Linked DNA regions of Mus musculus: all the other regions are linked to region 1. The links are chromatin contacts, called in public Hi-C, HiChIP or PLAC-seq and Micro-C maps. All regions are on one chromosome and are shown on one strand. The core of a region is the stretch at or near the end of the contact, and the rest is flanking DNA. Distances in the headings are between cores, read along the strand shown.

Region 1 (3,511 bases), core at 29-2,528:
TTTTTTTTTTTTTTTTTTTAATCCCGATCCTCAGATATCTTGGAGCTTCGGAGTCTGCCTTCCCTCTCTCGACGTCCCCTTGAGCCTTACTTTCCTTTCCTCTTGAGCTCAGCTCCCCAGCTCCCGGGTTGTGGCGCGGGATCCCTCATCTGTCCCCAGCCGGGCCGCTTCCCCTCGCCCGCCAGCTGGAAGGGCAGCCGGACAGCCTCGCTCGACGCGGACTCCGGAAGCTCTCGGTGGCGTCCGACAAGGCGGAGGGAAAAGCACGGGAGGGATGCGCTTGCCTGGGGACCGGTAGCGGGTAGCACGAAGTGTGGGCAGGCTTCGTTAAAAATGCCCACACGCTGGCGGCTGCCATCTCTGCTTGGAACCACTGACCCGCAAAGAATCAAAATACGACAAAACAAAAATAACAAACCGCGCTCTCTCCCATACGGTACTGGATTTGTTCATACATCCCTCCTTTCCCCTCGCTCTCCCTAGATATCTACCCTCTACCTGCGTACGTTGGTTACCGATTTAAAAAAAAATATTAAAAGTTTAAAAAGCAAAAATTAAAGTCCCAGTCGGCGTGAGGCTTAAAAACCCGATTCTGTCCCGTACTCAAAATGAGGAGAGACTGTTTTTCCCTCACTGTTTGCCTGAATTCCTGGCTCCACGTTACCTACCAGAGTCTACAAGGGGAAGGAGAGAGCCGGAGAGAAAGAAAAACAAAAAGGAAAAGAAAATAGCTCCTAAATTAAACTTCTCACATTCCAACCTTAAAAGTTCCCTTTCTGGAGAGCAAAGTCTCCCAGAGCCAGCCTTAGAAAACTTAAAGAAACCTCAGAAACCCGATCAGAAATCTACGAGTAAATAGCTTAAAATATATCAGCTGGGGTGTCAAAGAAGCTCCAGTTTTCTATCTCCAAAGCTCTAAAATGCATCTGGGGTGTCCGCTCACCTCATAGATGTCTTCGTACTTGACATTCTCCACGAGTTTCCAGAGCATGATCGCAGCCTGGTCTCTAGGAGGTGAGTGCATTCATGTGAGGAGCAGATGTCTGGTTTCTCAGGACTCCGCTGTCTGTAATGATCCATCTATAATTGGAAATGGGGGATACACACCAAATCCGACGCTCCTCTCCCATCGCAACTTATATCTGTTGTCTCAAACAATAGGCTGGAGAAGTAAGCCTCAGCAGACAGAAAAACATTATTGCACACAGGACTTAGATACAACGCGCACGCATACACACACACACACACACACACACACACACACACACACACATGCGCGCGCGCGCGCGCACACACACACACACGCACATGCACACATATATATTATAAAAAATCATAAACATGAATTTACACGCAGATAGTCACATTAGTTACATAAACACCTCTGGGTCACAGAATCCACAGACTAACCGTGCATTTAAAGGGAATATAGTGGTTCAAAACGAGAAATATAAATAGATACATTAAAAATCTGTTTTGAAAATGGCGAATCAATGCAGCCACTAACTAAAGTGTTTTAATAATTGACAATGAGAAACCACGCACATCAGTCCCCAAATTTTCTACATAGTTTTTTTTTTTTTTCTTTTAGGAGAACCATTACTGAGATTTTAAAGACAGTTTTCCTATTCTTGTATATTTAGGGGAGCATTAAAAAAACACCACTAGATTTTTGACTTTGAGTTATATTTCTCTATTGATGCAACCTTATAAAAGTATCATTGTGGAACAAGAATAACACCACTATTTACCACAATGGTTTCTGATATTTTGCTCATTGTGTCTAACACATTTGGAAACTTGAATATCTTGTGGACCCTACAATCTATATTGCTTGTTGCTTTAGGGATTGTTCTATATTTTTAGTGGTTCCTTGGTGTCTTTCTGTTTGCCTGGAGTCTCCATTTTATTAAGTTTTTTCTCTTCCTTTACATGTTGGAAACAACAAAGCACACAATGTTAATCTTGAGACCTTTAACAGGGGTATAGAACATTTTGTATTTGGGTTTATTGCCTGTAATTTGTGATTTTAATCTGATAGACTTGAGACAAGAACACCCAAATCTTTGAGAAGGTTTAAGCTTTGTACTGTTTAAGGAAACAGTGGGAAATGTTTTAAGATGTACAAGAGCAAATATTGTTTGGCCATTTTGCATTGGGGTAGATTTTCTTTTGAATATGTGCTTTTTGAAGTTTAGTTTTTTAAAAAATATTTTCAAAGCATAAATAACAACAAGTACAAAGTTTAACCACTAACCTACCCTCAAGTGGGCACCCTGTAAGGCACAGGATTTTCTTTTTTTTAATTTCATGAGGAATTCTATATTCACTAGCTCCCTCTCCTCCCCATCTTTCCACCCTTTCTGGGTTCTCGGAGGGTTCCCTGGAGTCAGTAGGGAGGCACTGAAGAAGATCTTGGCCCCTGGGGCAGAAAATAAATGACAGGAGGGAATGAGGAGGGTTGGGGTAATTTGGGGTGGAAGTTATTAAACCTGATGAGGGTGAATCTGTAAAGGGAGATTGTCTTTAAACTCCAGTGCATTCTAGAGCTCCGGCAGGGTCGGAGGCTCCGTGAGTAGGAGAAGGCTTCAGATAGACTAGGAGGAAGACAGCGGTTCCTAACAGCCAAGCTGAGGACTCCTACCTCGCAATGAACAGTCCTGTAGATCTATTATTGTTACTGTTATTATTATTAATTTACTGTAAGTCAAATGAAGGAAATGCAGGGTGCTTCAGGCAGAACTTGAGAAACACATCTTTTTCTCTATTCCCTGTTGGATTTCTTTTCTTCCTTTTCTTTTCCTCCTTCTTCTAACCCCTCCTTCCCTTCTCCCTCCCTCCCTCCCTTCTTTCCTTCTTTCTCTTTAGATCTTCTCCTTCTAGTCTTTCCTTCCTTCCCCCTTCCTTCTTCTTTCCTTCCCCTCTTCCCTCTACTAAAAAGAAAATATTCTTAAACTACACAGAACAAGGCTAGTCTTCCAGCGTCAGCAGATATGTCTCCCTTTCGCCACCAGAGATGGTTGGGAGACAGGAAATCGTTCCTCTTAATGTCGTTGTGTGGAAGGACTTAAAGTGGATTCCACACTCTTTCACTAAGTCATCCTCTACTTGATAATTTGAAAGATAGACGTTATAGATTTGGAAATTAAAATTCCCCAGGCACAAACTTATTAACAAGATAATTTACATCCCTCTTTTTTAAATCTTTAACTGCTAGGTTTTAATTGTCTAAAGATAACCTTAACCCAAACCAAACAGCATCTGGAAAAAGCTTTCATTATTCTCTAAGTTCGTGTATTCATGTTTTAAAATCACGTTGGAGCATAGCATTGGTTAATCTGAGATAAACTTTAACATTTACTAAAACCGAATCAAACTGATGATATAATTTTACTCATAAAACTATTTAAATAGGTAATATAGTGTGCCACCATGACTGTTTTGAAGCCTCATTTATGTAGAATTTCAAAATTTCACTTGTGTTTTTAAAAATCTTAATATTATATATACA
Region 2 (4,038 bases), core at 195-2,694, 720 kb before region 1:
AAAAAGCAGAGCAAACAAAATCACAAAAAATACATACATAAAACTCCACAAAACCAGAAAATTGGACATTATATACAGACAAAAGATCAGTAAGACAAAAAATAAAAATAAATCCAAACAAAGCAACATGATATAAAAAGTCTACATAAATCCTGTTAAGTTCATTTTGTGTTGGCCATCTACTGCTGGGCACGGGGCTTGCCCTAAAGTACGGTTAATGTCCCAATGCAACTCCACTGAAGAAAAAAAATTGTCTTCCTTTGCAAGTGGGTTCCTATTTCTGACAGGTTCTAGGTTAGGGGTGGGTGCTCACATCCACATGCCCATCTCAGCACTGATAACCATCTTGCTTGAATGGGTGAAGGCCTGTGTGTTGAAGTTCCTTGATTTCTGCATCTCTCTGGCTTGCACAGTCTTTCTGTCCTTTCTTTCATGTAGTTGCCTGAGCCTTTGTGGGGGCAGATGTTGCTGACGATATCGTAGCTTAAACATAGATTTAGCTGGAAATGGTTCACTCCAATACTGGTAAAGGAAGGAGACAAGAGCTTCTTAGATGCCTTTTCTGCTCTGCTTCCCAGGTGGTCTCTAGTTTTCCCCTGTTTCAATCCATTGCCTCAATCTTATGAGGGTGATTCCCCTCCCCCACCTCAATGTATACACTTTCTATTCTTTCTAATTTTCCAGCCTTATTATTCAGACTGCTCTTAATCTCTTAAATGTATTTATCCAGACACTGCCAATCCTTTAAGGTCCCAGTCATGCCAACTTCTCTCATTCAGATCTTCATAGGTCTTTCAAGGTGGAAATCTACCTTCTCTCTGCTCCTGTTCCATTCAGTTGAAATTCACTTTATTTCCAGATCATGTAGTTATGTTTTATCTACCCAACCAGAAGGGCAGCATTTTAAAGGCATGGGCTAGTGCTGAGATGCAATCAGTGCATTTGCTTCAACAGGATAAATTGTAAAAATGCCTCCTGCGTTTTGGTGGTACCAAGCACAGCACAGCTTAGCTTTGGTGACTTCCCAATGAGCACATATATCCTCATCCAAAATTTAATATTTTATGTCAATATGTCAGTCCACATCCTCCAGATCTAGATAAAGCTGATCTTTAGGGGGCTTGGCTCTATCCAATGTGCAGAATTTATTAGACGGTCCTGCCTTCCTGAATTGTACTTACAGCTTGTAAGAAGTGATTGCTCTCTGGGTATTATTGTCCTCGGGGGGTTGGACAGACCAGCCAAAAGGCAGAGGAATGTCTGAACAAGCAGATTAATGAGCAGTCACCAAGGAGGCTGTAGATCCCCATTCAAGTTCTTGGAAAGTGTCTGTCTACAATTTGATGAAAAGAACTGGATTTGAGGCCAGAGGGTGAGAATGGCTCCACGTGTCCTCTACCTCCTGCTGCTGGGGGCCTGAAGAACAATGATGAGGCAGAGAGGCTGAGACAAGTGGGAGGCAGCTGACTCCAGCTGATTGAAAATAGGTCATTTGTCCTGCTCAATGCTAATGTGCTCAGTGGGTTGCACAGTTGGGGCTGCAGAATGGGGCAGGATGGCAGAAGTGTTTATGTATGCACGTGTCTGTGAGATCAAGCCTTCTTTCTTTGCCCTTAATCAGCTTTCTCTACTCGATAAATTACCAATAAGAATAGTTGATGATCTCACCAGCTTTCAAAACTGGCAAAGACTTAAATACATTGGTTTTGCCAGCTTAGGGGAATGGGAGAATTGGGTTCAAATTCTAGAGCTAGGTGGAGACTCACAAAATATATCTCAGCTCAAAGAAAAAAAATGTGATAATCAGAGGTAACAGTTCAGATGTCATTACAATAAATTTTAAGAGCATAACTGAATATTTTAGTTGCTTGGCTTTTCTCCAAAATCTTACCATTCATTCACAGGGCATAGAAACATATGGGCATTAACTGTATTTCTACAGGATTATGTTCACAGCCACAAACTCTGGACCTATTATAGTATCAGCCTTCAAGGGTCACTAAGGCCTGGTCAACTAAATATTGCCTGCTACTAAGCAGGGCACCGGGGCATATGCAGTATACAGTACAACCACTAGAGGAACATAAGGTGTACAGTTTTCAGTTTTCTTGTGTTAAAGATGCCAGCATCAACACACATCTTTGCAAGGGTGTATATTTGGATGGAAAACCCCAATCAGGCATACATTTACTGCATAATGTTTTTACCACCAATCTTTTAGAGAACTGTAAGTTTTCATTCTTCCTTCAATCTGTGGCAGGCTTTCTAGAATGGCAAAGGCAAATCTGGCTTGCACATAATATCAAGGTTGAAAAAATACATCTGAGCTAGGCACATAAGAACCTTTGGAAAAGGGTCATTCTTTTGTAGTTCACAGTTCTCTACCTCTGCTCAATCTTGTTGACTACTACCCTACCAGTCTGTTATCCAAGACTGTATTCATCTAAAGCATTGATCCTGTCATCAGTCTAGAAGTTGAGCACTGCCTGATGTGTGCTAGCTCTACACTATGGCCCAGTGTTCTGTTAGTGATGACTGCAAGCTACTTCTCAGGGCTTAGCAGAAACCACTTTTGCTTAAAAAGTCCCCACAGTTGTGACACTTCAAATTCTTTTCTTAAAGTTTCTGGCTTCTTTGCTGAAGCAAGCTTCAGAAGGTTTTGAAAAGACCTTCACATTCTACTACTTGGGGCCACCTTCAGGAATTTCATCTGAATAAGGATAGCATTTTTTTTCTTATACATGTCTCTTTCGTAAATACTATGGGTGCCATTCTTCTCTTATGAAATTGAAGAAAGCCTAAAAGTTACAAGACAGGAAGTATCCCCATGTTCTTCTGTTTCCCATCATCCTTCATGTTTTGGGGTCAAGGTTGCCACTGGAGCAAAAGTCCTTACATTATAGAAGTTAGTGAAATTAAATGGGTTCAGAAATTAAGAAGCTTATATTCATATAAAAGACACCTAGGTCATACATACATACATACATACACACACACGTACATATAATTATGTAATTTAAGATCAAAGATTATAAACAATGTAGAAATCACATAGACAAAATTTATAATTTTCTAACAAGGGCTCAGCTAAGGCTGAGGAAGGGGAATCATTTGATCATAGTCTTAAAGAATTAATATATGATCATCCACTCATTTGAATACAATCAATTTACATGAAGGCATGATTTCAGTTTCTTTGTATCAGCCTTAACTGTTCTAAACCTCATTTTGAGCTGTATAAAATACCATCTTTTTCATGATTTTTCTACCAAATACTCTTGCACCAAGAACTTCATATACTCTGTTTAAATTATTTTCAATAAAACTCATTCATAGAATTCCAAGTTATACTCATGAATATGTTTGGGATATAGAAAAAAAAATGTGTGCTGCTAGTCTTTGGTCAGATAATGACCCCAGAACACTATCTGACACCTGGAAATGATATGGGGCTGATCCTCAGGATACATCTTAAATCCTACATCAAAGGGTTGAAATTTATTACCTTAACTCACTCAACTATAGAGAGGACATTTGCAAGGCAAGTTTCTATTTTTATCCCTAACTTTACATGACAGAATTGAAATACAGGGAGGCTAAGTAACTTGGTATAAATCAATGAAGTATTATAGCCATCATTTGAATACAGGATGTCTTGTGGAAAGTTAATACACATAAACAATATTTTATAGGGGCTCTGGACAGTCTCAAAACAATTGCTTGGAGCTGAGGAGCTGGATCTGTGGGTTCTAGAGGTTTCTGTTCAAGCATGATAACCCAAGTTTGAATTCCAAGGCCCATGTAAAGCCAGGCATGCTTGTAGATGACTATAACTCCAGAGACAGGTGGCTCCCGGGAGCTCTCTTGTCAGTCAACACAGCCAAAATGGTGAGCATCAGGTGTAAAGTCTCTGTTTCAAGGAATACGGAGGGTGAAATAAAAGACCCCTGATATGCTCCTCTGGCTTCCATGTGTGGACACATTTTCAGAGCACACACACACACACACACACACACACACACACACACACACATGCCA
Region 3 (3,964 bases), core at 1,285-3,784, 770 kb before region 1:
TCTCCATTTGGTCCTTTTTTTTTTTTTTTTTTTTTTTTGAACTGTTTTCCTTGAGAAACAAGGTAACTAGAGGTGTTTAAATACCTGGAGCACTCTTAAATAGTCTAGCCTGGAGTATAATTGAATCGCAGCCAATGTGTAGTATGTCAGAGTGGCTGGTCAGAAGAATAACAGAAAGAAGAAGGGTGAAGTAATTTTCTTCTCATCGTCGTTCAGAAAGATCCACTCATTGTCTTGAAATCAATGGCTGAATCTGATATCATTCCCACCTCTTCAATTTAGATTTTTTTCAATTTAACTAGCAGTTCTGGTTCCAAATCCCCAGAGATTCAAGGCTCAGTATCACACCATACTCCAGCTTTCCTCACAATAAAATGATCTATGTTCAACACGATGACTCCCTGTCCTCCAACTTTTCCTCTAAGCAAAACTCCTCTGGCTTCAGAACACCTAGTTCTGATGTAATTTGGGAAAGAATATGATCAAGTTATTTCATCCCAATGAATGAATGGTTTAAACAACAGCTCTAGAAAAAAATGCAAAGAAAGAAGAAGAAAAAGAAGGAGAAGAAAAGAAGAAGAAGAAGAAGAAGAAGAAGAAGAAGAAGAAGAAGAAGAAGAAGAAGAAGAAGAAGAAGAAGAAGAAGAAAGGAACTTTTTTTAGCTTTTCTCCATGGCATGAAGTAAAGCAAATAGATATGAATGATAGCAGAGACTAGGAAAAGAGACCCCATCAGAAAGAATTTCTGCCAAGGACCAATTTCAGCTAGAAGAGGGGTTCTGAGGAAGGGATGTATAGGAGCAGTGAAACAAAGAACTTGAAATCAAATATTGGGTACAAGCTAGTCTATGTTCTGTTCAAGAGAGCTTTCTCTTGTTATTCTAATAAATCTGAATGGCTCATCTCTTGCAGATCAAAAGCCCAGTCTTTTATTTACATGCTGATTACTTATCACCCCAGGTTCCCTTTTGATTATTCCATGAATCCACACAACAGACCCTAGCTCTGTGATTCTTTGAAAAATACAGCAAGCACAAGCACAGACAATAAGATAGGTAGGTGAGACCCCACCCTGAAGTTACCATTCCTACCATGCCTAGGCCTGCACCTAAACTCTCTTGGTCCCAGGCTGACCTTGAATTTAGGAATCTGCCTGCCTGTGTAAGCACAAACAATAAACTTAGCTGGGTGGGATATGCAATCACCACTCCCTAAATCTCTTTATCTCTTTCATTAATATCTTTCTGACAAGCTGGCTCACAGTGCCTCTGTTCCTTTAGGTCTGTGAAGCACCTTATAAAATTCATATTGCATTGTTAGATTTTTGCATAGTTGAAAAATTATATATTTTTGAACTCATGTTTTGAGTGTTCTTTCCCACAGCATGAAGAATTGTCCTGTAGGTCACAGCATTCTCCCATTTTGCTGAGACACCCTTGCCTCCCAGACTCCTGCTGTCCCTGATTATCATGGAGTCATTAACCTTCGCAAAGAAGACATTCCTTGAAGGGGGAATGTGAAAATATATGCATTATTATAGAAACAAGCCTTATGCTCACAGAAACCATGGACACTCATGGAAGTCCACCCCCTGTGGGCTCTGTCTCAGGGGCAGGAACCATGTTATTCTGTCTCTTTCATGGCCATGCAGGACACTGCAAGTTTCCACAGGAATCAGTTCTAATAAATCCCACCAGTTTCTGAGCTCTTTATGTCTGTCTGTATATCTGTCTGTCTGTGTCTGTCTATCTGTCTCTCTCAGTGTGTATGTGTATTTGTGTATGTTCATGTGTACATGGCAGAGGCAAGTGCTCTTGATTAATCACATTCTTTTTATCTAGGTTGACAGCTAGTGAGTTCCAGCAATCTTACCCCACAAAATGTTGGGGTTCACAGAAGGGAGCAGCCAGGCTTGTTACATGTGTTCATGGTCCCACAGCAAACACTCTTACCAACTGAGCCCATTTTTCTCTAAGTTTGAGCCCATCCTGGGAATTACATTGTCAACAAAGATTCACGAGAAACAGCAATGTTCTAGTAACAGGTTTCAGTTGCTATGGGGATTTGGGGGAAGTTTTAGTTTTCAAAATCAGCGCTGGAAGTCTAAGACCCATTTATGATCATTTACATTCAATTTACTTTCTTGCTGCCTTTCATCGGATTTGACTAAAATAAGTTGTTTTAAAGGCAACTTATTGTGACTGTCATATGATAGAACATTACAATAACTTTTAGAAAGAGGATAATGCTTTTTGCCAGTCTTTTATCATGTCTTGGTGACTTCAAGCTAGTGTTTACAACATTTTTCTTTCTAAGGAGAATATTACCTTTCAGTTTAGAAATAAATAGTAAGCCCTGGAAGTTTTAGTTCTATGAAGATAAATAAGAACGATGCCTGCCATGAAAAGCCAGAGTAGTTACTGCTTCAAAAGAACAGTTATCTGAGCCATTGCCATAAAACAAGCCTAGAAGAATTTCAAAGGACAGTTGATTTATGGAACTCTGTGGCATAGTTTGAATTCCACAGCCTCCTAGCATACTTTTGCATTGAAGTCACTTCTCCTTCCCTTGTCTGGATGGCCATGCAGGATCCCAATCCTTGTCTTGAACTCATGAAATACTTCCACTGCAAGCCCACAGGCCCTGCTCCTACCACAGCCCCTTCGTGACTTCATAGAAAAATCCAGGATGCCAGGATACCCATGGTGGAAGCACTGAGAACAGGTTTCAAACCACAGCACTAGAATTCTAATTGAAGAAATGTTCCCTTCAATTTCCTAGGTATTTTTGCAGAAGTCCCAAACAAACGTATGTTAATGTTCACTCCTTTAAAACTTCCAGGTAATAGTCTCTTTCTATGGAGCATAGTGGGGTTGTACTCATTTGTATTTACTTCGTTTGCATTCACCCTCTGTCTTTATTTTCTTCCCTTAATCCCTGTTCCTATGCGCTTTCCCTCTGTGCCTCAGCTATATATTGTCTCTGAAAATCAATAAATCCTTCACACACAATAATGCCCACCCACTCCACCTCACTGGGGTGCTGTGATGTGTAATTAATTAATGTGTGTAAAGTGCAGAGGGAGCATGCAATGCAAGGCACCCTATAAATGAGAAGAATCATTATTAATAAGTGTTATTACCCAAATGCCTCTAGATGTCAGCAAAACATCTTTGAAAAAATATAATTGGGCAGCCCATCTGAAAAAGCCTCAGACTGTGCGGTCTATTACCATGTATGGAGGCTGAGAAAAATACCATCAGCAGTGAGGCTGCCGTAGCCTGTCCCTGCAGAATGTTTAGTTTCAAATTGCGAACTTTGAATAAAAGTGAGCATTGGAACAGAGCTATATTGGATTCTTCCAGAAATGAATGTTCAGCTTTGTGGGACTTTTTCTTTAAAAAACAATCCAGAAGAAAGGTCAGTCTTTTATCTCAGAAGGACATTTGATTTCCTCACTTATAAAGCAGTGGGTGTTGATAGTGAATGGAAAGGATGAGGGGACACACACACACTCTCTCTTTAGGTTTGAAACTGTGAATCCATAACACAGAGATCTAGGTGAGTGTACATGTGCTGAGTCCCACTAGCTTCCTTCCTTGATGGCAGTGTGAAAATAAAAAGTCTGGCAATTTCCTCTCACATTGTTTGATGATATTCCGGACTTATTTTCCAAAGCAAATACTTGGGTTTGTAAGTGATCAGTTTTGATGCTTGTCTCAAGACCAGATGTTTCCTCTTTCTGTTTTCTGCTTATCCACCATTTTCTCTGAATAGAAATATGAGATATAGAGACAGGAGAAGAAAGATGAGCCAGGGAAACATGGCAAGAGACGACCCAGATCCTGGATGCAACCCAGTAGTTCCATATAAAGGAAGTAACTCAAAGAAAGAACACTTCATTAAAATTAGCTTAATTAAATTCAATACACCTTGGTTTTGTGGCTGAATACTAAAAAACAGC
Region 4 (3,554 bases), core at 127-2,626, 970 kb before region 1:
TTCATGGTCACCTTTTAGGGCATTCCTAGCTTGGAGCTTTAATGCTTCCTGTATGCTTTTCCTTTCCCTTACTTTCTTGTCTCCAGCTCTGATTTCAGCCAGGAAGTTTTCACCTCCTAAATGTTTTTCTTTGTCCTGCAAAATCTCTTCACTGTGAGATCTCTAGCCTTAAACTGTGCACAAACGAACACATTTATTAATCCCAGAGGTCAGGAGGTTGAGGCAGGGGGATTGTGAGTTTTAGGCTAATTGGGTTATATAGTGAAATCCTATTTCAAACAAAAAAGCAAACATACAAACAAAAATATACCCCTAGTCATGTTCATAGTGTCTCCTTGCCACAGTAACATATTCAATCTATGAATTTAAACGCTAACAGCAGAGACATGCATCCCATAGTTCTTTGAATAGTTCTTTTCATTCTAGTTACACAAGCAAAAACTAGGGAATAGGGATACTGGAGTTGTCTGTTCAAGACATTTCTATTTTAGGATAGAAGTTAGGGTCTATTCGCCTTCATTTAGACATACTAAGGAAAGTTGAAGCATCTATAATCCCTTTGCAAGACAAACAACTACAGTACCACTTAACTCACTTTGAGATGATGATGAAATGCTGTGAATATTAACTCGACTTCTTGCCACAGATAAAGTGTCTTGATTTGTCATGCCTTTTAAATGTGCACTTAGCTATTTGTACTTTAAATGCATTTGTTTACTTTACACTGCCTTTGGTATATTTACTGTGCTATTGATGCAAAATTCAGTCAGCATTTGCCTACCCACCAATTGCCCCTGAGTTAATAGAAGTAGAATTCAGGCATTAGAAACTTCTGGATGTCCAGTGCCTGATGATGCTCGGTGACACAAACGTGAACTCCTGTAATAAAGGAGGGAAGCTCATTTTCCCTGGATCTCTCAAAAATGTCTATAGCCCACCCAAATAGCTGAGTGTGAGCTTGCAGAAGCTTAGATGAGGGAGCACTGCATTTTGCAGCAATTAATTTTGCAGAGGAAGCAGTCCATTTAAAGATGCCTGCAGCACTCACTAAAATGGAGGTTGTTTTTCAAGGCCACTAGAGCTGCATTTGGCTAAGGCTGGCTCATCAACAAAACAACAATGCTAAAATATGGCCTTCTGGGTTTTATTTTTCCTTTTTTGTTTTTCAAAAAGAGGGACTAGAGGGGCTTTGAATTATGCTCACCTGCTAGAACCAGGCAAAGTCATAATTGTTTAGCCCCATAGCACAACCCTGCAAGGGTTAAAATGACAGAGATATTAGTTTGTGAGGGCTAAAATTGTTGGCTTGAAGCTCTCGGCGATACGCAGACTGTTATTTACCGGACTTGGTCGATTTACTTCTTAATGCAATAATGACCTGTGAAATGAAACGTGAGCTAGACAATTGTTCCTCATTGTGTCCTCTGCAGCCTCCCTTCATACCCCATTAAACCACCATTAATTCCATATGAAAGAGAGTCACGCACAAGCACCAATGGCCCCTTCCTTTTCCTTCTTGCTCTTCCTTGCCCCCATAATTATAATTTTATTCTCTCTTTGTATTTTCCCTTTCCTTCCTTCTTCCATTCGAATACAGAAATAATGGGGTACATGGTGAGAAATTTCTCTAAATCAATGCTTCTGAGAGAGAGCAGCGTGTGTCACTTGCAGGGGGTGTGCACAGCTTTGCCATTTCCATGGACACAAAAATGGTGACAGAAAAGTTTTTTAAAACAGGGAGCACTCAGTTAGACCTGCCAAAAATGGTTCACAGATATACAGAATATTCAGTGTGAAGGCGAGCCTGTGCCCTGGCTAAGTCGGGGTGGGGTTTCCTACAGAAGGATTACATGGGCATTCCAAGACATCCCTCCCGCATTTTTCAGCAGCCTGACTAGTTTTGAACTATTATTTTGTATTCCTCGATCTGTTTTAACTTTTCCATGATGATCCCAAGGAAGAAAAGGATGGCACATGCATAAGAGATGGGTCTGTAGAATCTTTTCCCTGGCCCTGTTCTGTGTACAGTGCTACAGCTAGGTATTATCATAGTTTCCTCTTCAATTTTTATGGTTGCTGCTATTGTTGCCATGACAGCTGCCTCATCTTCATTTCTGTCCCTGTGGCCACATTGCTTTGCAATAGACAAATATTCCTTAGCCTCTTTTGTCAGGATGCTTGTGACTACACTCGAAGCTTAAACAGATAGTGGAAGCTATTCCCCTGGATTCAGAACCTTAACTTGATCATTTTCAGATTTTCCCCTCTAGCAACACAGGTGATGTTCATAGCCCATGGGGGAAATAACATTAGTGTGTGTGTGTGTGTGTGTGTGTGTGTGTGTGTGTGTGTGTGTGTGTGTCTTGAGATCCAACCCAGGGTCTCAGGAAGAAGATGCAAATGTTCTACCACTGAGTCATACTTTAGTTTGCTGTAGCCATTATATGGATTTATATACACAGTATTCTGAGCACAACAAAAAATATTTTAGTCTCATATTAAGCACACAAAAAATTAAGTGGGCAATCTCAGTGGTCGCAAAACAGAATGATTAGATGTGAAAGCAAGACAGAGATTTGCAGAAAGGTGGGAAAGTGACAGAGGCAATATGGAGAAGGGGTACAAGTATATGTTATGTACATGTGTGAGATTATAAAATAACATTACAACATTCCACAATAAATTGTACAAAATGTAAAAGATACCCATACTCTAATAATAGATTGATCATAGGGCATATCTCATCACCAATTTGTTTTTAAGTAGTAAAGACTGAATCTTGAGAGCTTTTCCTCATGTTAGACTCTCAGCAATTACTATTTTCTCTATAGACTCTTTTATTTTAAGTTCTAGCTTTAGAGGTATGTATGCTGTCTTGACTTGAAGTCATCTTCAGTGGTCAATAGTTTCATGAATATTAAAGGTGGTTGTTGTTTTTAAGTTTTTAACCTAGGAATTAGAAAGTCCATATCTCTCATTTCTACCTCCTAAAGAAGACCGTTTGTGCTGGGAAATGAATGGGACAGCAAGGTGTGCAGTAATAAAACTTGCACACATTGTTTGTTACAATGGCATAAAAGTACTTAGACCTGCAGTAGGAATTCACGTTGAATTTGTTATTACATGGGGCTCACTACCTAGTTCTTTCCTGGATGCTTCTTGTATAAAATATGTCTATGTTTCTATTATAGCTCATATTAGGCAAGTATCAGGAACAAAGTGCCTTCTAAAATCCTACATCCTGCTGTCCTCTCCTTTTACTTTTCATCTTAACTGAAAGGGTGTGATGACTGAGAACACATTTCTAGCTCACACCCTGATGCTAGGATGTGTTTAAGAAGGATAATCAAAAAGGGAATAAAGTTATTAGTGCAGAATGAAATGATGAATGATTAGTTTTTAATGAGCTTTATTTTATTTCCTTAACAAACAACAAACAAAACCACTGATTAGCGTTACAGCTCAGATGGCCCCCATCCTGTATTTTATGTTGTAAGAACGTTGTATCAAGTGTTTCATCTATTTCCTTCTCTGTTCCAGCAGGTTAGGGGCTG
Region 5 (3,938 bases), core at 397-2,896, 930 kb before region 1:
ATTATTTTATTCCCCCTTCTAAGTGAGATTCAAGTATCCTCATGTGTGCCTTCCTTCTTGCTTAGCTTCTTTGTAGCCTTTGGGTTTTTTAGATAGAACTTGCTACACAGCCTAGGCTGATCTTGAACCCACTATGTAGCCTATGATGGTTTCAAACTCCAGTTTCCCTCTTCTGTTTCCTAATTGTGTAGATTACAGGTGCACAGTTTGACATTGGGCTTAATCAGTGTTTTATGTTCACTATTAGGGCAATTCTATAGACAATGATTAACTGACCGTTACAAAGTGTACCACCATAACAGAGTAAAAATAAGTTTTACATAAAAATGATATTGGAGGGTCTATGTGATATTTGCATTGAAAATAAATATTCATTGAATTTGATAGCTATCAGCTTGAATAACTGTACTATTACAATTTACAATTTTCTCCCAGAACTTTCTACTTTATTTCCATATGGTTTCTGCCAGTATTAAGCTGTTACAGAAAGGGGCTATATTGTTGCTAAGGAGACTCCCTGTCAGGTTTCTCTCTTTGGTCTAACAATAGCCAATATTAGATTAGATTACATTTCTGTGCTTTAAAAATGCATTAATTGGTATAGTCACAGTATGAACTTTATAAGTCTGCTTTGGTTTAGTATGGTCTGTGCAGTTTCAATACTGATTTTGATATTTAACTTCTGATGTAATGGTGTGGGGGATTAAGAGGTGCTTGCATCATGGGGATTCTGTCCACATGAAGATGGAGAGCCACATCCCTGTAACGGTACATCAGCTCTCCTGAACACATGTGGCCCCTGCCTCTCTATTCTTTGTATGAGCCAGACCGCTCTTCCATTTTCCCACTCTATACCAAGCAGCAGCAGATCTTAAGAGCAAGCACATGTGGCTGCCCATTCTTGCATGTCTTGCCTGGAGCACTGTGAGCTAAATAAAACTCTTCTTTATAAAGCATCCAGTCTGTGATGTTATACATAACCCATAGCAACGAAAACCAGACTGGGATCTCACTGTACCAGTAAACTTCCTGGTTTAAAAACCAGGAAAATGGAGGAAAACAAGGTACACCAAGGGCAATTCACTTAAGTGTGGTCACAGAGAATGTGAGTAACTGAGTCCGGACCTGAACACAGCCGCTTGCTCTATAGGATAGAGAGAATCACTGTGCTGTGCAATCTCTCCCAGCATGGAGATACCATAAAGGATTGTGCAGATATGTAAGCCCTTTCAAAGCAGTCCTTTGAACTGAAAAGCAAGGCTATTATTATCTTTATTGTAACTGACTCAAATTCATCAAATATAGAAAAACTTATTTTACTAGGACTATGGAGATACAGGGGAAAGTGTAGCTTTTAAAAAAGCAACTATTGGGTTTGGATGTTTTGTGGTTGCTCTGTAATGAAGATACGATTAGGAAAAGGGAGGAGGGGAACCACTCAGAGGCTTCAGTTTATTATCTGAGGTCACACATTAGCTGTGTCATGATAGCCACCTCTCAATATTTTCATGCCAATGGTCACACGTGGCTTTTCTGCCGTGGTTGGTAAGAAACCTTTTGCTGTACCTCATACCCAACAGGCTGGCTGGATTTGCCTCTTAGATTAACAGGTACCAGTCAAAGGCTTTACATCCCTAGCCTGGATTGTCAGAATAAGAAGAGGGAATTTCTCTTTTATGAGTCACAGGCACTGAGTTGCTGGGAAAGTTTCTCTAACAGGGCGAATTGGCAAAATAGTCCCATTGGGTTTCAAGTTAATTTGACTAATTCTTTCACCACTTGTCAAATGAAACTACTTTTGTTTAGGTAACAAAACAAGCTGTTTCCTCTGCCATTTCTCCAGTGGGTAGTATAGGCACTTCTGGCGAACACACATTACTGCTAACTGTTATGATGTTTGCTGTCAAATTCATTTATTTATACAACTGCTGTAAAGAGCCTGGGGCCCATAAGCAGCCATGAAAGATTTCAGAGTCATGGTGTGGGGTCAGGAGAGGGGGGAAAAAAGTCTCTGCTGGTTATGAGAAAGGAATTGACACAGGAAATGGTCACATATGGTGCAGATTTATTGTGTCCGGGGCTTCCCATTCAAATCTCATTATAGCCACAGCTCTGAGCAGGCCACGGCAGAGTCCCATTCATTTTGGCTTTGGCACCCAGCAGAATTACTGTGGCTGCTTCAAAACAGGGTCTGGAGAGGTGATGACTTTATCATTTTGAGGAAAGGGTGTGCCAGGAATTGCACTTGTAAAGAATGATGGTGGCTGTCCTTCTCTTTAAGGCACGCAATGAACACTGCTTTGTTTAAAGCTGGAAGATAAGGCTTGCTAATAGGAAAGGAGATGAGATGAGGGATGGGATGCGGTGGGGATTGGGACAAAAGAAATAAATGGAGATTGGACAAAAGTGAAAATTATCCTGGATTTTCAGTGTGGGGCTGTTTACTTCAGTGATGAATAATATATGTTTTACTGGACCTCACATGCATATGTGTGAGTATAAGCATGCACACACACACACACACACACACACACACACACACACACACACACACACACACCACACTTCTATGGATGTATGGGTATTTCCCTCATCTACATTTTCTAAAAACTTTCGTTATGGGGTCAATGTTTAAGCGAGGATGTAATATCTTATATACAAGAGTGCATCAGCCCATGAGTTGTGTGCAGCTTTTAATGTCTTTACTTGTGAGAAAAGGGAGTTAGAGGGAGGATGAGAAGCCTAGCCACAGCTTCAAAGAGGAGGAGGCAGGATGCAATCAGAGCTGAACCTGATCTCTTGGTGAGCCTACTTCCTGAGCCTGCAGTTGCCTGGGATGTTTTCAATGTAGTATTCAAATAATAAGTTTCGTAATTGGGACCATATCCATTGAAGTTTGTAGGTGAAATTTTATTCCTGCCACAAAAGTACTTGTTGTTTCAAGTCCTATATCATGGAGAAATGTCACCATCATTAGAAAATATAACATGAGATAGTTCCTGGATTTGGTTTGAATGTTCTATCAGTAGAGGTACAGAAAAATTTAAAATGGCTGATTCAGAAGAAAGAGACATTGGGTCTATCTGTCACCCCACCTGACACAACCCCCTCATAATGTCATCCCCTCACCTCTTCTACCTCCTATCCTTATCTTTCTCAAAATAAGACTATCATTAAAGAGTATTTTATCTTATGAAATATAAAAAAATACTCTGAAACACCCACCAAAATAACATGACAGAGGCAGACATTCTGCCAAGCAAGCTGGCCTTGTGTATTTGTAGGCCTCTTGTGGTTGCCTGTTTCTCCACAAGTACTTTGGAAAGGTGTCCTCATAGAAAAGAAGGACAAGCACAGCAAGACTGGTGAGAGTGTGAGGAATGCTGCGATGAGCAGCTCTCGATATCCACAACACCTTTCACCCAGAGTGCAGCATTATCTTCACTAAGCAGCTCCCGGCTCCTTTAGTTATCTTCATTGTAGGGTTGTCTTCACACTTGCGTGCCTCATGTATCACAGCCATCCAAAGCCACAGCACTGCAACTGTCACTGCTCATTAGAGTGGCCTCCCTTGCTGAAAATGATGTCAAAGTTAACTATGTTCCCAATGACACTCTCTAGCTAATTGTGAAAGCCAACCTAGAAATGGAGACATGTGCATGTGTACACACACACACACACACACACACACACACACACACACACACATTACATTCCAGGGATAAAGACTGAATATACAGTGACCCCTTTTAATCCAATGACACACTTTCTTAAATTTTACAGTGATAAGTATTTTACATGTTAAAATAGCACTATTACCCTTAGATTACTTATGAAATTGTAGTATGCATATATATGTATATATATATGAATAAATATATATGTTCCCTTTATGATAATTATGACTAACTTATTATGGTCACATAGCAGACCTTACA
Region 6 (4,035 bases), core at 627-3,126, 580 kb before region 1:
ATTCCAACCCTTAAGAATATCTAAATCTGGTTAAGTGGGAGATATCTGATATTTTGAAAATCTGTTTTTTATCTCATATAAATGTTTTTATTATGTTTCATTTTATTCTGTGTACTAACAGTTGAAAATAAGAGGGTCTCACAAGCCTTTTGGTTTTAATCAGTAGTCACAATTATATTCATTATCATGTGCTTTGAAAGTTGATAGTTAACATGTGTTCTTAAAGTTATTAAACCTATCCCACTTAACCACACTTTAAAAATCATCTAGTAGCTATCCTCAAAGGTTTCAACTAAAACACCAGAAGTTTCAGGTGAGAAAAAGCTACCCTTCAATGCTGCCACTCTTTAGGTGACAGATACACTCTCAAAACACTTCATTATGATTTCATTTGCCATTCCTTCTTGCAAATGTTTTTAGCCCTCGTACATTTGCAAATGAGCCCTCTGAGAAAATACTTAACTATGAGTCATACTGCAGAGTCATCTGGAGTAAACACTACATTCAATTTGACTTAATTAAACATCAAATGCATTGTTTATAACATGCAGCCAGGTAAGTGAGAAAGGCAGAAACCAACACAAAATGATAGATGATCCTTTCGAGTAACAATTTTCACTTTTCTTTATTTAAACTTGGATGTGACTTAACTGTATGCCTTAAGAAGCCAGAACCAACAAAACCACAGAAGTTTATAAGGTGGAAGTGTAAAACTATGCAAGCATCATTATATTAGAGTTGTAGGATATAGTACTTTAAATATCTCTTCTATCAGATCTCTTACACAAGTCAATTTGATTTTGTCAGTCACTATCTGTGTCTGTTTATACAAGTTGCTTCATGGTCATTTTTTGTTCTTCTGGGTTTGTGATACAAAACTCTTTGCCCCAATAATCCTTCAGTATTAAGTCTTCCCTTATCCTGAGTGTAAATGAGATGATATGAACACTAGCTGTTACACCAGCAACTTGAGGAACTGTGTCTCAGTACTTTGTGGAGGGACTTGGATTCAGTACTTTATGAGTTACCCACACAGGACAAGAAAACAGTTGGGCATATGATGCATCCTGTTTTGAGTCTGCCAAACTTCCATGATTACTTCTGCAAACTTAGACAATGAAACACAGATGAAAACCACTTAATTGTCATAAATGAGAAGAAAGGTAGCAGTGGGAAGACATAGAAAGAGGGAGAAGTCTGTAGCCTAGACAAATCTCTAGTAATGTAGCTGTGGAAACATTATTTGCTATCAAGTCTTTTGCATCCTTCTTTGTCCAGAAAATAAGAGCAGTCATCATTTGTCTCACTTGCATAGAATATCAGTTTAAGAAAAGCCCAGATCTAGTATATAAAGAATGTAAGAGTCTAAGACATCCAGTGACCAGTGAAAGGAGCTGAGTTAGAGTTGCCTTTCAGCTTTGGATTTAGATCCAACACAAATATACTCAGGACTGTAACCAAAAGAAATGTGTCTCTTCTCTCCTTTCTCCATCTCACACCCACTTTCACTTTCCAGTTTCATTCACGATTACAATGTGGGTCACTGCTACTCTCAAATCAGCCTGACTTTCATGCACTCCCTTCAAGGTTTATACTTAATAAAATCCCTGTCTATAAATTGAGAGTAAATTCTAGGATTTCCTAAATCCCCAATGTTAAATCAGTCGGTCTCTGTTTCTGTTGGGCTTGAATGTCCTTAGCCACGGTTTTAAACCTTGTATTTTCTGATTCTATTAGAAGTGGAAATGCCTTAGATTTCTCTGTCATTCTCCCAGATGTAGCATATGATTCATTCTGCAGATAAGATGTTCTTGGGAGAAAACCAGAGGTGACTCTTGCTGTCAAACAAAATCTTTGTCAGTATTGAAATGAGAACTAATTTGACTTAATCTAAGTTGACATGGATAAGAAGAGCTCAGTGCTAGAAAAGAATCCAGTGGTAAGGGGAAGGGGCGGGGGGTGATACAAAATATGAAAAACCCATTCATGGTGTCATGGTATCTATAAATCACTGGGAAATAATAACCAAAGAGTCATCAAAAGTAGAATCACATGAAGTTGTTTTCTGATTATGGCTGAGGAGAGGGCAGTGTCTTAGTGCATATTTTTTATAGTCATTGCTCGTCTGGATGAAAGACACTTTCCCTTTCAGAATCAAGATGAGTGGCTGCAGAGCACCTAACACACTTCCCACACACAAATTATCACATCAGTTTATAAATAATTCTCTACAGTTTATTTTCTGTGGTCCTTTTCCAGAACATAGGCAGCATCCCTTCACTTCATCGTGGGTGGCTTATTATATTGCTGGCTACGTTCCCATGGTGTGAGTAAGGAAATGCTATTTAATGATAATTGACATTGTTATGGCAAATGTTTTGATTAGTATCATAATCAAGATCTTGGGTTACAAGATTATCATTATTATTCTCATTTCATCTTGATAACAAGATGGGCCACTTGGTGATCCCAAAGACCTGCTCACTTAACCATTGATTGCCGTTTGTAAAGTCAGAGTTATACAGTATATGATAGAACTTAGACAATGTTGTGGTAGAGTAGGGTAACCAACTCTTTGGTTTATATTATGGGAAATGCATCACTCTCAGGCAAACTGGGACAGTGGGATGTCTTAAGTGATGGGGTGAAACAGGAGTTCTTAGGAGTCTGGATCAAAGCCAAACCTGCCACCATTTAATGACATCTGAATCTCCAAATCTCATATATCATAATTTGCTTATTTTTAATCTTTTAAAACTACTCTAGTGACTCTTCTGAGAAAGGGTCAAACATATGTCTTGGGAATGTACTACATTTTCCTAAATGCTCCCCCAATGCCTGGGCATAAGCCTATGTTAAAACCCATTTTTTTTTTTTTTTGTAGATCTTAACTTTGCTTCATTAAAAATAAAACTGCTTTAATGACAATACTTGAGTGTCTTTTAAAAGTGATACTATATACATCAATCATATCCTTCTCTTTTGATTTTGCATGTCATCAGGCCAAGCAGACAAGCTCATTATCTCATGAGCTCTGGACTGTCAGTAGTTGAGATTTAATATCATTAGACATCATGCATTAAGACAATGCTTAAAGTTCTGGCCACACATTTGCAATGCTTACTATTTGCTCAAGGAAAGGTTATTGTCTCTGTTCAGAGCTCTGACACCAAAGAGAAGGTTCTGGGTTAGTTTCATCTTCATCATACACTTATCTTGTGGCTGTGGAGTTTATTATGTAACTTTCACAGATTTGCTTTAAAAAAAAAGTTAATTCTAGTAAAACCTATTTAGTAGGTTTTCAGATAATTAAATAATGTGTAAACATATGAATGAATATATAAATACCATCTAAAAGTACATTTAAAATTATGTACCATTGACATTGATGAAAATGTAGAATACTATAAGCCTAAAAATAAAAACTAACCTACACTTCTTTACTTGCTTATCCAGCAAATGGTCTTTATGGCAGGAAGCATCGGGAGAGGCTGAAGGAAGACCAATTCTAAGGTGTTGGGGCGATTGTTAGTAAACAGAGTTCTGTGAACACTGCAAATGCCATCTAAATAAGAGGGTGTTTTCCTTCACTGGTGGGCATAAAAATTGCCCTAAGCCGGTAATAAAATTATCTATAATAAATTCATACCCAAAGATTCTGGGTAACTCCAGAAAGACAGTGATTCTCAAGTTTATTTTAACAAGTGAACTGCTGACTCAGAAGTTTGGTGTAGGGCCTACATGTTAAGTAACATACTGTTTCTCTCAGTGTCCGTTAGTCTCATGAAAGAAGAAAAGACAATTGGATGTTACTAGGAAGATTTTAGACAGAAATGGGAGTTGCATGAATAACTTAGAATAGTGATGAGCACAGAAGTACCTTGTGTGGCAAGTATGATGCTAAGCACTATACAGATTCTCCATGCCGTTATTACAAGAATATTCAGCACTGGGTAATTCATAAATAATATTTCTTCCCTATGGTTCTGGAGGGTAGAAAGTACAAGATCAAAGAGCTAACAAACTCTGAGTCTG
Region 7 (3,832 bases), core at 460-2,959, 740 kb before region 1:
GGGACTAATACAACTTGGTAAATTCATCATGAAAGAGTAATTTTGAGGCCAGAGAAAACACACAAGGGAAAAAAATTAGTGACTGCTTAGTGCTATCAGTGAAGATTTCATGGAGGAAGGGTGTGTTCAGTTGAGTTTCCAAGGAAAAGAAGAAATTCAGGCAGAGATATTAGAGAGGAGAGCAGTGTGAGGAAGAATAGATGAGATGAATATGCTAAAGAATGTAGTTCAGGCTATCCCAGTATTACATTGAAAACAATGTAATACAAGAAGTCATACATTCCTACACTTAGTGACTGAAACTCTGGCTCACAGACAGATTTCTTTGTTGACTGGCCATATTGTCCTGTGATGTTTCCCCAGAGCTCACTGTCTACTCAGAATGGGCCCCTTCACAGGTTTCAGAGCTGCTGTTTCCTCATCTGCAGAGAGTATGCCAGGCACAGACATCCACACAGGGGCAATGCAAGCAAATGTCTTAATAGTTGTAAGAGTATTTGGTAAACACTGAAGATTTTACTCATTTTGATGTATGCAAATTGATCTTTACCTTAACTGTGGTGCCCGAAGATTAAATCCCTCATATACATTAAAAAAAATAATAAAAAAACCTAAAAGAAAAATTAGTGGAAACACAAAATTTCTGTAGAGAGGAAAATTTCTGACTCTTCCAACATACGCTGCTGTCCACCAGGACTGCAATTGTTTCAAGGCTGAATTCAGGGGCCTCAGAGTTCAGAAATCTGAGAGTATTTAAGCATGAATTCTCTACTCCCAAATTCCACTGTGCCACAAGGGGTTAAGGATGCTCTGTTTGAAGATTTCACCATGTCCTTTTCCTAACCAAGGCCCTTGGCAATAATGATAATGATGATAATGATAATAGCAATAATAATAGAGAAATCACTTTGAATTTTAATAGATATTGAGTTTAATAGATGTAGCATCAACTTTTCTTCTATTGTGTTTTTCTGATAACACCTGTTCTGAGCTTTCAGGAACTATAGTAAAGGCCAAAGTATTGAAGGGCTGTCCTTCTAATGATTAGCAGGGTAGTTCTAGAGGGCTGGAGAGAGTGACCCTGGGGTTGAAAGATTCAGTTACAAAGGCTACCTTTCATTAATTCAAACAGACAGCCACAGGGCACTGTGAATTGTTCACAACTGGATTTTATCACAGTAAGTCCCTTTCGATGTACACCCATTGAGAAGAATTGGGGGGGGGGGTGAGCATTTAAAATCTTCTTCTCATTGTGCACTTCTCCAAGATAAACCCAAAATGACTAGATGAAAGGGAACCAGCTAATCCTTTAAAGTATGCATTAAGAAACTGTTCACAGTTTGTGAGCCTCTGAAGCAACACGTCTTTAAAAATTAGAACCGGTCGAGGCACGCAGTAAAAGGTGATGACATCATTTCAGGATAAAGTGTCCTTCCTCAGCACTGAGGTTGTCCAGGGCACAGATATATGGAGGTACTCAGAGGGGTATAGAAAAACACAGCTGTGGCACTGGGGGATGCCTTTCAAGAGTCACAGACCAAGTGTAGTTATTTACCTTGTGTATAGAACTAATAGACTCCACCTGCTGTGTGCCGGTCACACGACACACCATTTTCTTCTATGCTCCTGACTGTCTTAATGCCCAGCACCCACTGTTTCTTTTTCTTCAGCTTTGGGTACTAACTAACCTATCTGTCCGCAGGAAGCAGACAGTTTCGTGTTTCTGGAAGTCTTTAACAGGGAACCACTTTTAAGCGTCTAAAGAATCAAAACAAAGCTCTCTATGCCTGATGACTCGGAGGCTGAGTCAAGTTGTCACAGAGATTTCCCCTCTCCCCTTGGTGGGGCTCAGGCACTCTGGGTGATCTGTCTGTAATAAGTGACAGATCCAGCTCCCTGGAATGGTAAAGGCTGGGCGAGAGGAGCCCAGGGCCAGCAATATAGCAGGGCAGGTGCTCCAATCAGACTCCGGCTCCACCAGGAAACGCCTCTGGAATGCATGACCAATTTTGTTTCAGGACAGAATACCCCCTTTAATGGACAGAAAACACTAACCTTTTCTTTTTCCTTTTTCCTTCCCTCATCCCCCACCCTATTGACCCCCAGTTGCAACAAACCCCCTTTTCATTTTAACCCTTTCAAAGGATAAAGGGCCAGCTCCAATCTGCACACCCTCTTCCATCTATATATTACTCTTGTAACCATCCGGGATGTGGAATGAAAATTCATTGGCCAGAAAAACAAATGGGACTCTTGGAGAGGAGCACTGTGGGCTCATGAGCCATTTTCTTCTAAAGTCACATTTTAAAATGCCTCTAAAAAGCATATTCTCAGGGAAGGGTCTAGTGTGAAATTCCTAAAAATCAGAGGGATTCTAGAAAGAAATATATGCTATTAAATATGAAATACCAATACTTCATTTAAAATGCGCATAGCCCTTTGGAGACCACACAGCATTAAAATCAAAATTTTATAAGCCCACCTTGAGCATTTCGTCCTGGAAAAGCTGGAAGTCAGGAAACATAATCAAAAGCATTTTGAGAGTTTTAAAACTCACTTTAAATAAGCCTTTTAACTTGGTAACATTTTGCGATAATGAAATGAAACAAAATAGCAAACAATAATGTCATCTTTCTTTCTGTGGGTGTTGTTGAAATGAATGTCTAGATAACAAGGATAAACCACACTAGTGTGTTTCCCTGCAAGCTAATAGGGTAGCTTGAATTTACTCTATAGCTTGCTTGTATTCTACGTAGTCTATAGCAGACACTGTTGGCTGGCCACAGCAGGGTTTAAGCCTACTTCCTGGCTTGTTTTCCATGTAATGGTGTTTGGAAGGTAGTGAAGGGGACTAACACATATTAGCTGGAATAGGGGTTTCCCTTTTAAGCATTGTTGCAACTTATCTTTGAAGTTAAGCTCATTTATCATGGGGAGAATAGACTCCCCAAAAGTACAGCAATGAGCCTAAGGCAGTGTTAGAAACTTCCAGTGGTTCCCATAAAATAAGTAAGTAAATAAATAAATAAATACATAGCATTTATTATGGTGATAAATATGAAAACAAATGAGTTTTAAATACAGAGAACGGTAAAAATACATTTTTTTAATGAACCCAAGAAGTACAGCTTCAGAGACTCCCACTACCATACTATGCAGCCTTGGTTCAGCGTGCAAGTGTACTTCCTGGGAGAACAATGGTCTGAGTTTTAAAGAGGGACTCCTGAAGAATAATTTCATTTGTAACATGGTATCTTGAAAAATAATGAAAGTGAAATACAGTAAGTCAGTCATATTATATGAGTGGATGAGAAGCAAAGAATGTGAGACATGCATCGAGGCTTCTTCAGAAGTGCATTGAAGCCTGCATATCCAGGAGAACGTGTTGCCCATGTGTGTGCAGGGTCCTTGCATTTATGTACAGACATTTGTTTCTCTGAAGCTTCAGCTTCAAACCTGCTCCTTCAAAGAAAGAGAAGATGTTTGTACATGAGTGTCCTAGTACAACAACAACAACAACAACAAAATGAACTCCTTAGTTTTTAAAGAATGAAAAAAAAAAACTAATAAAATTAAAGCTTGTTTAACTCAGAGGCAATTCAAACGCACACATTTCTTTCTCTAGAATCTGCAGTTGTATTCAAAGTTAGCAGTACAATGCCTGCCTGTAGGATAATAATTTAATAGGTTTTGTGATTTGGTACTAAAAGCAAAACAAAATCCTACAGCTGTACTCTCATTGTTCTTCACACTCAAACTGTTCCTTCCTTAAATTGCATAGTTTATACAATTTTTAAAAGAACATAGAGTAGGCTCTGCATCTTTGCAAAAC

Evidence for each region. A called contact is a pair of places that touch in the nucleus more often than the background predicts. HiChIP or PLAC-seq counts read pairs in DNA pulled down with a chosen protein or histone mark.
Region 2: a contact with region 1 is called in an H3K4me3 HiChIP or PLAC-seq map of neural tube, with 6 times the contacts expected there. The contact joins the enhancer-like site here to the promoter of Tfap2b in region 1. A contact is called at or near these places in 5 of 39 promoter capture datasets (the C10 cell line, the HPC-7 cell line, cranial neural crest and 2 more), 7 of 115 datasets of contacts at active chromatin or transcription factors (astrocytes, embryonic forebrain, embryonic hindbrain and 4 more) and 1 of 9 other capture datasets (embryonic stem cells).
Region 3: a Micro-C map of embryonic fibroblasts shows a contact between it and region 1, with 25 times the contacts expected there. The contact joins the enhancer-like site here to the promoter of Tfap2b in region 1. A contact is called at or near these places in 19 of 39 promoter capture datasets (the 3T3-L1 cell line, 3T3-L1-derived adipocytes, the C10 cell line and 13 more), 1 of 15 datasets of contacts at CTCF or cohesin (pro-B cells), 77 of 484 Hi-C or Micro-C datasets (the 3T3-L1 cell line, 3T3-L1-derived adipocytes, the AML12 cell line and 46 more), 15 of 115 datasets of contacts at active chromatin or transcription factors (PVALB interneurons, astrocytes, craniofacial prominence and 11 more) and 2 of 9 other capture datasets (embryonic stem cells and pancreatic islet).
Region 4: a contact with region 1 is called in an H3K4me3 HiChIP or PLAC-seq map of neural tube, with 5 times the contacts expected there. The contact joins the enhancer-like site here to the promoter of Tfap2b in region 1. A contact is called at or near these places in 10 of 39 promoter capture datasets (the 3T3-L1 cell line, the C10 cell line, HPC-7-derived erythroid cells and 5 more), 5 of 115 datasets of contacts at active chromatin or transcription factors (astrocytes, embryonic hindbrain, embryonic midbrain and 2 more) and 1 of 9 other capture datasets (embryonic stem cells).
Region 5: a contact with region 1 is called in an H3K4me3 HiChIP or PLAC-seq map of craniofacial prominence, with 6 times the contacts expected there. The contact joins the enhancer-like site here to the promoter of Tfap2b in region 1. A contact is called at or near these places in 12 of 39 promoter capture datasets (the 3T3-L1 cell line, 3T3-L1-derived adipocytes, cranial neural crest and 8 more), 1 of 484 Hi-C or Micro-C datasets (the N1E-115 cell line), 4 of 115 datasets of contacts at active chromatin or transcription factors (craniofacial prominence, embryonic midbrain, neural tube and 1 more) and 1 of 9 other capture datasets (embryonic stem cells).
Region 6: a contact with region 1 is called in a Hi-C map of the N1E-115 cell line, with 3 times the contacts expected there. The contact joins the enhancer-like site here to the promoter of Tfap2b in region 1. A contact is called at or near these places in 9 of 39 promoter capture datasets (the HPC-7 cell line, cranial neural crest, embryonic stem cells and 5 more), 17 of 484 Hi-C or Micro-C datasets (the AML12 cell line, the MC3T3-E1 cell line, the N1E-115 cell line and 12 more), 6 of 115 datasets of contacts at active chromatin or transcription factors (astrocytes, a beta-TC-6 cell line, craniofacial prominence and 3 more) and 1 of 9 other capture datasets (adipose tissue).
Region 7: a contact with region 1 is called in an H3K4me3 HiChIP or PLAC-seq map of neural tube, with 7 times the contacts expected there. The contact joins the enhancer-like site here to the promoter of Tfap2b in region 1. A contact is called at or near these places in 14 of 39 promoter capture datasets (the 3T3-L1 cell line, 3T3-L1-derived adipocytes, the C10 cell line and 9 more), 14 of 484 Hi-C or Micro-C datasets (cortical neurons, embryonic fibroblasts, embryonic stem cells and 8 more), 8 of 115 datasets of contacts at active chromatin or transcription factors (craniofacial prominence, embryonic basal ganglia, embryonic forebrain and 5 more) and 1 of 9 other capture datasets (embryonic stem cells).

The regions. Positions count from the first base shown.
Region 1 is chr1:19,206,681-19,210,191 of GRCm38.p6, reverse strand. Tfap2b (transcription factor AP-2 beta) reads right to left here and starts at 1,278. Exons shown (of 7, transcript NM_009334.3): 1 at 944-1,278. The coding sequence starts at 1,024.
Region 2 is chr1:19,925,362-19,929,399 of GRCm38.p6, reverse strand. No RefSeq gene overlaps it. Among named protein-coding and RNA genes, the nearest start is that of Gm32651, 320 kb to the right of the region's middle. Within about 2 kb of position 1,444, at least 8 of the 459 cell types and tissues checked have an H3K27ac peak or open chromatin away from gene starts, as enhancers often do. A contact at or near this core is called in neural tube, where this site is marked.
Region 3 is chr1:19,972,736-19,976,699 of GRCm38.p6, reverse strand. No RefSeq gene overlaps it. Among named protein-coding and RNA genes, the nearest start is that of Gm32651, 370 kb to the right of the region's middle. Within about 2 kb of position 2,534, at least 27 of the 459 cell types and tissues checked have an H3K27ac peak or open chromatin away from gene starts, as enhancers often do. A contact at or near this core is called in adipose-derived mesenchymal stem cells, embryonic basal ganglia, embryonic fibroblasts and 4 more, where this site is marked.
Region 4 is chr1:20,178,218-20,181,771 of GRCm38.p6, reverse strand. The region is part of intron 60 of Pkhd1 (polycystic kidney and hepatic disease 1); the gene reads left to right. Among named protein-coding and RNA genes, the nearest start is that of 4930486I03Rik, 180 kb to the left of the region's middle. Within about 2 kb of position 1,376, at least 2 of the 459 cell types and tissues checked have an H3K27ac peak or open chromatin away from gene starts, as enhancers often do. A contact at or near this core is called in neural tube, where this site is marked.
Region 5 is chr1:20,133,384-20,137,321 of GRCm38.p6, reverse strand. All of the region lies in intron 60 of Pkhd1 (polycystic kidney and hepatic disease 1), which reads left to right. Among named protein-coding and RNA genes, the nearest start is that of 4930486I03Rik, 220 kb to the left of the region's middle. Within about 2 kb of position 1,646, at least 11 of the 459 cell types and tissues checked have an H3K27ac peak or open chromatin away from gene starts, as enhancers often do. A contact at or near this core is called in the N1E-115 cell line, craniofacial prominence, neural tube and 1 more, where this site is marked.
Region 6 is chr1:19,785,007-19,789,041 of GRCm38.p6, reverse strand. No RefSeq gene overlaps it. Among named protein-coding and RNA genes, the nearest start is that of Gm32651, 180 kb to the right of the region's middle. Within about 2 kb of position 1,876, at least 2 of the 459 cell types and tissues checked have an H3K27ac peak or open chromatin away from gene starts, as enhancers often do. A contact at or near this core is called in the N1E-115 cell line, where this site is marked.
Region 7 is chr1:19,949,563-19,953,394 of GRCm38.p6, reverse strand. No RefSeq gene overlaps it. Among named protein-coding and RNA genes, the nearest start is that of Gm32651, 350 kb to the right of the region's middle. Within about 2 kb of position 1,709, at least 17 of the 459 cell types and tissues checked have an H3K27ac peak or open chromatin away from gene starts, as enhancers often do. A contact at or near this core is called in craniofacial prominence, epidermal suprabasal cells and neural tube, where this site is marked.